Linked DNA regions of Mus musculus: region 2 is linked to region 1. A link is a contact called in public HiChIP or PLAC-seq data. All regions are on one chromosome and are shown on one strand. Each heading gives the region's core, a stretch centred on a gene start, on an enhancer-like site or on the middle of the called end of the contact. The rest is flanking DNA. Distances are from core to core; before and after follow the strand shown. Region 1 holds the start of Serinc3 (serine incorporator 3). Region 2 holds the start of Sdc4 (syndecan 4).

The links. HiChIP or PLAC-seq counts read pairs in DNA pulled down with a chosen protein or histone mark.
Region 2: an H3K27ac HiChIP or PLAC-seq map of extraembryonic endoderm stem cells shows a contact between it and region 1, with 4 times the contacts expected there. The contact joins the promoter of Sdc4 here to the promoter of Serinc3 in region 1. A contact is called at or near these places in 3 of 39 promoter capture datasets (the C10 cell line and pre-B cells) and 1 of 115 datasets of contacts at active chromatin or transcription factors (extraembryonic endoderm stem cells).

Annotation. Positions count from the first base shown.
Region 1 is chr2:163,643,309-163,646,971 of GRCm38.p6, reverse strand. Serinc3 (serine incorporator 3) reads left to right here and starts at 1,829. Exons shown (of 10, transcript NM_012032.4): 1 at 1,829-1,974. The coding sequence starts at 1,936. It overlaps 0610039K10Rik (RIKEN cDNA 0610039K10 gene), which reads right to left and starts at 2,122. Exons shown (of 1, transcript NR_028113.1): 1 at 1,172-2,122.
Region 2 is chr2:164,441,178-164,444,840 of GRCm38.p6, reverse strand. Sdc4 (syndecan 4) reads left to right here and starts at 1,653. Exons shown (of 5, transcript NM_011521.2): 1 at 1,653-1,751. The coding sequence starts at 1,677.

The DNA of each region.
Region 1 (3,663 bases), core at 580-3,079:
CTCCCTAGAGACCCTGTTGACAGAGATGGCTTGGCCACTCCCTCTATAGGCCAAGCACAAGGATCCTAGGTGTATACCACCAAGCCCAGCCCAACCTTGACCTTCTTATCCTCCGACCGCTTCAGGCCAAGTACAAGGTGTATATTGGTCACCAGGCCTGGCTTACGTAGAGGTGGAGTTCAAATACTAGACAAGCACTCTACCAATTGAACTACAATCCTCAGCCCTTGAATAAACTTCTACTGAAAAAAAAATCCTCCTGTATATACCATCTCATATTACTTATTGAGTGAAATTGTTGGTTTCTGGGTGGAAGCCAGAAAAAAGAAAACTCATTTCCAGAGATAAGCTTAAAACTGAAAGCTTTATTTTCTAAGCATGCAGGGAGCCGGCCAGTTTGGGATCTGTACTTTTTTTTTTTTTTTTTTTTTTTTTTTTTTTTTTTTTGGTTTTTCGAGACAGGGTTTCTCAGTGTAGCCCTGGCTGTCCTGGAACTCACTCTGTAGACCAGGCTGGCCTCAAACTCAGAAATCCTCCTGCCCCTGCCTCCCAAGTGCTGGGATTAAAGGCGTGCACCACCACCGCCTGGCTGGGATCTGTACATTTTTAAGGGATGGGAACCCAAAGCAGGGGGTAGTGGGGAGCCTCAGTATTATCTAATTGTATTTTGATATTATGGGTACCTATTGGAGACTGGGCTGTATCCTGGGCACCTGGCTTCAAGGTCATTAATTCAGCTCTTGGAGTCAAGTCTTCTGGACTCTGGCCCGGAATTTTAGAATGATAAGGGAACAGAGGAGTGGGCGAGCTGCATGTAGTCAATTAGTGCATAACAGGCAATGGTTATAGGTTTTTATAACTTATGCATGTTGGCTCAGATAACAGTAGTTTCTATATTCTTTACTGGTTAACAGACAAGAAAACATTTGGACAAGTGGGGTAGGCATTCGGAGCAGGACCTTGTTTGGCCCGGCCTTCAAGGAGGGGAAGTTGTCCCTGAAATATCTGGACTCAGACAATTGTTTTCAACCGAGGTTGCTGAGCTGTTGGTAAAGTCCCCAGCTCCCCCAGGGCCTGAGACCTTGAATTTAGAAAACGAAAACGGTAGTACTTAGCATAAGTTTCTTTTGCTTGTTCCCAACAAAATGAGGACATGACTGCTCCAAGGTATGGCTGAGGAGAAAATTTTTATTATAGATATGAGAACGAGTACAGCCAGAGGCATCGGGAAGAGTCTAGGACAGGGAAAGTAGTGAGCTGAACCTGGCCAGCAGACTGACCCCCGCGGAGGGAGGGGGCAGGGGGAAAGGGGGGCAGGGGAAAAGAGGAAGGGGGAAAGGGGAAGGGGAGACAAGGCTGGAGAAGTTTCCGGTAGGGTGTGGGGTAAGAAGAGTGGCTTTTTTGTTCGTCTGAAACTCTATGTAGCACAGGATAGTTTTGAACTCCTGATCCTCCAGCCTCATCCTCTTTAGTTCTGGGATTACAGATGCTAACTGATTATTGAATGGCCCAACATAGCCTGTTTGCCTCTGAGTTTGCCAACATTCCATCTCTCAATAATCACAAAGTACTGCCCAGCCACGACTTAACAGTCTGTAGGATCTTTATTTAATTCGGATGTAGCTTCTTCCGAGGATAAGTGCAGTTCGTAGGGAACATGCTGTCTTTCTGCACCTTTATGTTGCCTCTGACCACCAGCGCCCCAAGCGAGCCCGGAGTTGTATGCCACGAACCCTCTACGTCCTCTGCCACCCCAGCAGTCTTAGGCTCCGCCTTCTCCCCCTCCGTGGGCGGGGCCACCCAATGACGTAAACTGGGCGTCCTGCGAAGGGCGGGCCCTGTTTCCGGCTTGAGGATCCGTCGCGTTTCTGAGGCGACGCCTCAGTCAGCAGTTAGGATCCGCTCGGAGCGGTCGGTCTCGGCCCCGGCGTCACCATGGGGGCCGTCCTCGGCGTCTTCTCCCTCGCCAGCTGGGTGAGTCCCGAGGCCTCGGCCGTCCGGGGCCTGAGGCGCGCAGGGGGTGGGTGTCGGGCCGCCCGAGGCGGACCCTCCACTCTCTGAGGCTAACAGAGAGGAGCGGGCAGGCCCAGGGTCCAGGCCCGGTAGCCGTCGTCCCGGAGTCGGGGTGCGGCGGCTCGGCTGGCTCTCGCTGTGGGCGGAGGGTCGCGGGAGGCCGGACCGCCATTGTTTACAATTTCGACGCCCCGCCCCCGCCAGCCTTCCGGACCCAGGGTTCCCGCGGCCAGGCGACGCCGAGGTTCCACGGCGCGGGTTCCTGAGTGGCTAGAGGATGGCGTCAGGGAATTTAGGGCCACTGTAGTCATTTTTCTTCATAGTTCGGCATATGCCAGCGCTACTGAGTGGGGTTGGGAGCGGGGCTTTTAAGTCAGCCCTGCTGCAGGTCGCGAGCAAAAGGCGTTTAATTAGAAGCCCCGCGGCCTAAATATTTTCGAATTAAACACCCTAGCATTCCTCTCCTCCAGAACTGTTGTGAGGATAAAGTAAAGAAATTAGTCCGATTCCCCTTGTCAATGGTAAAACGTTTTTAGAAGTTAATTTTAGGATCTCTTTAACCTAAGGAATAATCTAACAAATCTGCCTCAGAGGAACTTGGTAGCTTGAACCACAGTGCCTAATTGTTTTCTCCTTCCCGAGCTGATGTAATGAACCAAGGACTCAGGCTCTGCTCATGTCAATGGCATGTCTCAGGGCAGAAGTAATGTCGAAGATATCTTGTATATTTTTCTCCTCCTGGTTTAAAACCATAATTTGAAAATATCCTATCCAGGTGTTCATATCTAGAAACTCCTTGCATATATTGTTAATTCAGTTTTTACCCAGTAGGGGGTTAGGATACCAGAGTGGAATGAGAGAAGAGTACGAAATTAAAGGCTGTGGAGGGCCATGGCAGATCATTTGTTATTTGTTTTGAGACCCTGTCTCAAAACAGGGAGGTGCAAATTACAGTTTATGGGTAGGTTTTTAGAGGCTGTGGGTTTAGTCTCCAATTGCCACTATCCACCCCCATCTCCCATCCCACGCCAAAAAAGGGGGACAGAATATCAGGGAGCCAAATCATGCAGATACCCACTGTATGCCTTTATTTTTTAGGCAATCTCTTTGGTCATTCTGGGTGTTTAAGATTGCACCCAGGACCTTGTTTGTCCAAAGCTTATCTCTGAGAGCTCCTCCAGCTACACCTCCAGTCCAGTCTGGATTAAAGATTTCAAAGGACTTTTGTACGTGTTTAATTTTTGCCTTATTGAGATAGGTCACCAGATCTCCCTGAGTATCCCATGCTGGCCTTTCATTCACAGTTCTCCTTATTGGGATTGTAGGAAGGTGTTACTCCTGGCAAAGAAGTTTGGCCTTTACTTTTTTTGAAATATGGTTTTACGTTGTAGCCCAGGTTGGCCTTGAACTTTTAGCAATCCTCCTACCTCAGCCTAGTGCCGAAACTACAGATGTGAGTCCCCACTACTGGCATGTCTTAGTAAAATGCTTCACATTATTATTACTTGGGGCGGCGGGGTGGGGGTGGGGGCAGGATTTCACTCTGTTAGCTCAGCCTGTCTAGAACTGCAGATCCTTCTGCCTCAGCCTCCTGAGTGCTGCGGTTACAGAAGTATGCCACTTTCCTGGCTTTTTTTTTTTTTTTTTTTT
Region 2 (3,663 bases), core at 404-2,903, 800 kb before region 1:
CTGGTTGGCCTGGAACCTGAACTATAGAACAAGTTGTCCTCAGCCTCAGAGATCTGGCTGCCTCTCCTATAAAACCATGCCTAATAAGAAAGGATTTCTCCTTGTCATCCTCCTTCCTTTGAGACAGGGTCTCTCTACATAGCCCTGACTCATTGTGTAGACCAGGCTGGTCTTGAATTCAGAAATCTACTGGCACATGTCACCACACCCGGCTTATGAGAAAGAGTTTCTTATTCTAGTTAGAGTGATTCATTTATTTTCTCAGTGCCCAACTTTTAGGGAAGTATATTCAAATAATTGAGAACAATTGCTCACCGTTAAGTCTGGGGCAAGATAAACCCACGGTCAGTATTGGAAAACTGTTTTTCTCTCAAAGCTCTCTGCCACAAGAGACTTTAATTCTCAGAAAATAATTAAGGGCTAGAATAAGGAAAGCCAAGGAATAGAACAGGACAGAGTATGCCCTGCCTGTATTCTTATGGAGGAGGTAGTGCTGAGCTGGGACATAGTGAGTTAGGGTTAGTTTAGGCAATTCAAAGAGGAACAGGGGCGAGGGGTCATATTTACCTTGGAAAGTATGTGAATTCAGAATATCCTAAGACAGGCCAAAATGCCCTAATTCCAAAACCACATTATGTATGCACAAATGTACCCTTAGAACAATGTATCGGTATGTCAAAGATCAAAAGTTTTGATTGATGGTTCTAGCATGCCCCTCCCCCTACTTTTTTAAAGACAGGGTTTCACACTGACACCAGCTGGCTCATTTTAAACTCCGACTGTCCCCTTGCCTCAGTATCTCAAATGCCAGGATGACAGCCCTTCCCTATCACGTGTGTGTGTGTGTGTGTGTCCTTCAGTTTTTCGATTATTGATTCCATCAGTATCTGTGCTGAGGGTGGGACTAAAGAATCTTACCATTACCTACTTTGTTAGGATGGTGTTAGAAGCAACATTCTTGGATCCGGTGTAGAAGCCGCCTTGAGAAATAAGAGAGTCAATTGAGAGGACAAGTCAAAAGAGTAAGACTATTTCGTGACACGTGAGTATTACACACAATTCACACTTCAGTTGATAAATCACACTGTTTAGTGCACAGGCAGGCTCGTTCCTTTGTCTTTCCAGCTGCTTCTGCGCTGGCGCCCTGGGGTTGGAATAATTTCGACAGCAGGCCTGGAAAAACTTGAACCATTTCGTCGTTGTCGGTTCAGAGTTGCTAATCAAAAACTATCCGAATTCAAGCGCCACTTGGGGAATACTCCCTGACAAAGCGGAGCGCATCCGCTTTGAAGACTGGTAAAAACAGCAGACCCCTAGTCAATCCTACCCCGTTTATGGGCCTCAGTTTCCCCAGCTATAAATTGGGGGCTAAGCAGTGATCCTCGGATTTTAGGCAGACTGCCTCGCAGTAGATCGGTTAACTATCATGGGCTGCAGCTCCTGGAGCTACAGATTGAGGTCAGTTTGGAGCCGGCAGGCACGCTGTGGGCGGGTCCCCGGGCGGGTTGGGTCCCACCCCAGTGGTTTCCAGCTTGCCCAGCGCAGCACCCCGCAGGCCTAAGCTTTCCCGGGGGAATTCCGGGCGGTGCGGGCGAGCACTGGGGGCGGGGCAGGGCTGCTGCCTATAAGAAGGGCTGCGCGCCCGCTCCGGGCCACTGGTTTGCGCTGTTGAAGCCATGGCGCCTGCCTGCCTGCTTGCGCCGCTGCTGCTGCTGCTCCTCGGAGGCTTCCCCTTGGTCCCCGGAGAGTCGGTATGTATTTGAAGGATGTCTTGGAGGGGGGAGAATTGGGGGGTGCCTTCTTTGTCCCCTCAAATCCCGGGATCCGGAGGGAGTAGGGTGCATCGCGAACTGTGCTCCCTCCCCCCAACCCCCTCTGGACGCCGAGACAGGGAAAACTTTGTGAGGAAACTTTGCTCTTGGGTCTCGAGAAGGCTGCCGGAGACTCTTCCACGCGCCGTGCACCCCTAGCCTGTTGCTCTGAGCTCTGGACTCAGCCTGGCCTCTGGGCTCCCGGGTGGGACGTGACTAAGTTGGTGTCAACTTTTCTCCTCCCACACCCTCACCCCTACTTTGTGATCCCAGTGCTGGCGCTGCGCGCGGAGTGGCCCTCTGGGTGTCCATAGCAGGAGGCTCGAATCTGAGATGGTCTGGGGACGGGGTGGGCAGCTTGTATTCGGGAGCTGGAACACTTTAGGGCTGTGCGGAGGACCCCGTTTCACAAACCCTGGGGAATGGAGAAGACTGAATCCTGGCCTTCGTTCTGGCCACAGTCTTGGTACGACTGACTTAAGGGGCAAGATCACCTCCTTCTAAGGTCACCTGACCTATCTACAGAACATATCATGAGGTGACCCTTCCTGCTTTAGGCTGTCCAAAAAGTAGGGTTCCTTATTTTTCCAGAGCGGACTTAAAGGATAACTTTCCGATCAGCTCCAGGCTAGAGATTGAGCTTCAACTGTTTTGTGGGAAGTGTTTTGGTTGAAACCGCACACGGGGAAATTGAGGCACCCACCTGAGTGCGGAGAAGGATCTAGAGGAGAAAAGATCCCAGGGAACCTAAAGAAACCTTTCCTTTTCAGGATCAGAGTCAACAAGGATCTAGGGCCGGATCAGCTCAGTCCTAGCAGGCGTTTAGGAGGCAAGGGAATTTACAGGGCATGACAGTTCCTGGGAGAGGGTGGTCTGACCCATGAGCACGGGCCATTTGTACCGTTAGTCTAAGTTTTAGGGGGAGTGAGACTCTGGAGTTTAATCATTAATGTTCTTTTGAAAGCCACCTTTTCTCTGGGCTTATTTAGGGAATAGTTGATTATGTTCAGGAGGCTCGAGATGAGAGTGTATGCACTCTCTAGCACAATTGCAGTTAGGTACGGAACCCATTGCATGCTGGTTTCTGCTCTGATGGCTTCCTGGTGGCTTTGGAATCGAGCGTGTTTAATTTCAGAAAACCTCCCTGTTTACCATTCTTAAACTAGTCCTCAGGCAGAGGTTAAGTAACCTGCTGAAGGTCACACAGCTACCAACCAGCTGAGTCAGGCAGAAGTTAAGACAGACTTGGAAATGCCTGCTTTTATCTTCTCGTCCCTGTGGCTGCTGTTAGGTCCCGTTTTCCCATAATTCCAGACTGGTCTAACATCTATTGATGCTTGGGATTGGAGAGCCTCAAGGTGTATTGTGAGTGGAATGAACGAGAATATGAGGGAATGGCTTTCCACTAAAGGGAAGGCATCTTTGCAGAAAGGTGGTGACTGAGCGAGCCCAGCGTGCCTTCCTGTTGCATTAACCTTAAATGAGCGGCTGAAGGCTATTCTGAAGTCGAGTCCTTCCTTGTGGACATCTGAAGGAATGCTGGCCGAGCAGTGTGAGGAAAAAGGACCTAGGAGATGGCTGAGGTCACCATGTGGCCAGTCACATGCCATTGCGCTCCCCTCGGGCTGCTAAGCCAGCAGGTGCTTTGGGGGAGGAGTAGACCGCAGTGTCCCCCAGATACAGTCAGAAGGATGTGGTTTGTGGGGGGTAGGTTTTGCCAGGCCTGCTTTGGGTGACCTGATCTAGCAAGGGGGAGAAGCCAGCCTAAAGCAGCTGCTTCCGGAGGCCTCGGTCTCAATCTCTGGTCCTGACCTCAGTTCTCCCTCCTCCCTGCCTAATGTCAGGAGCATCT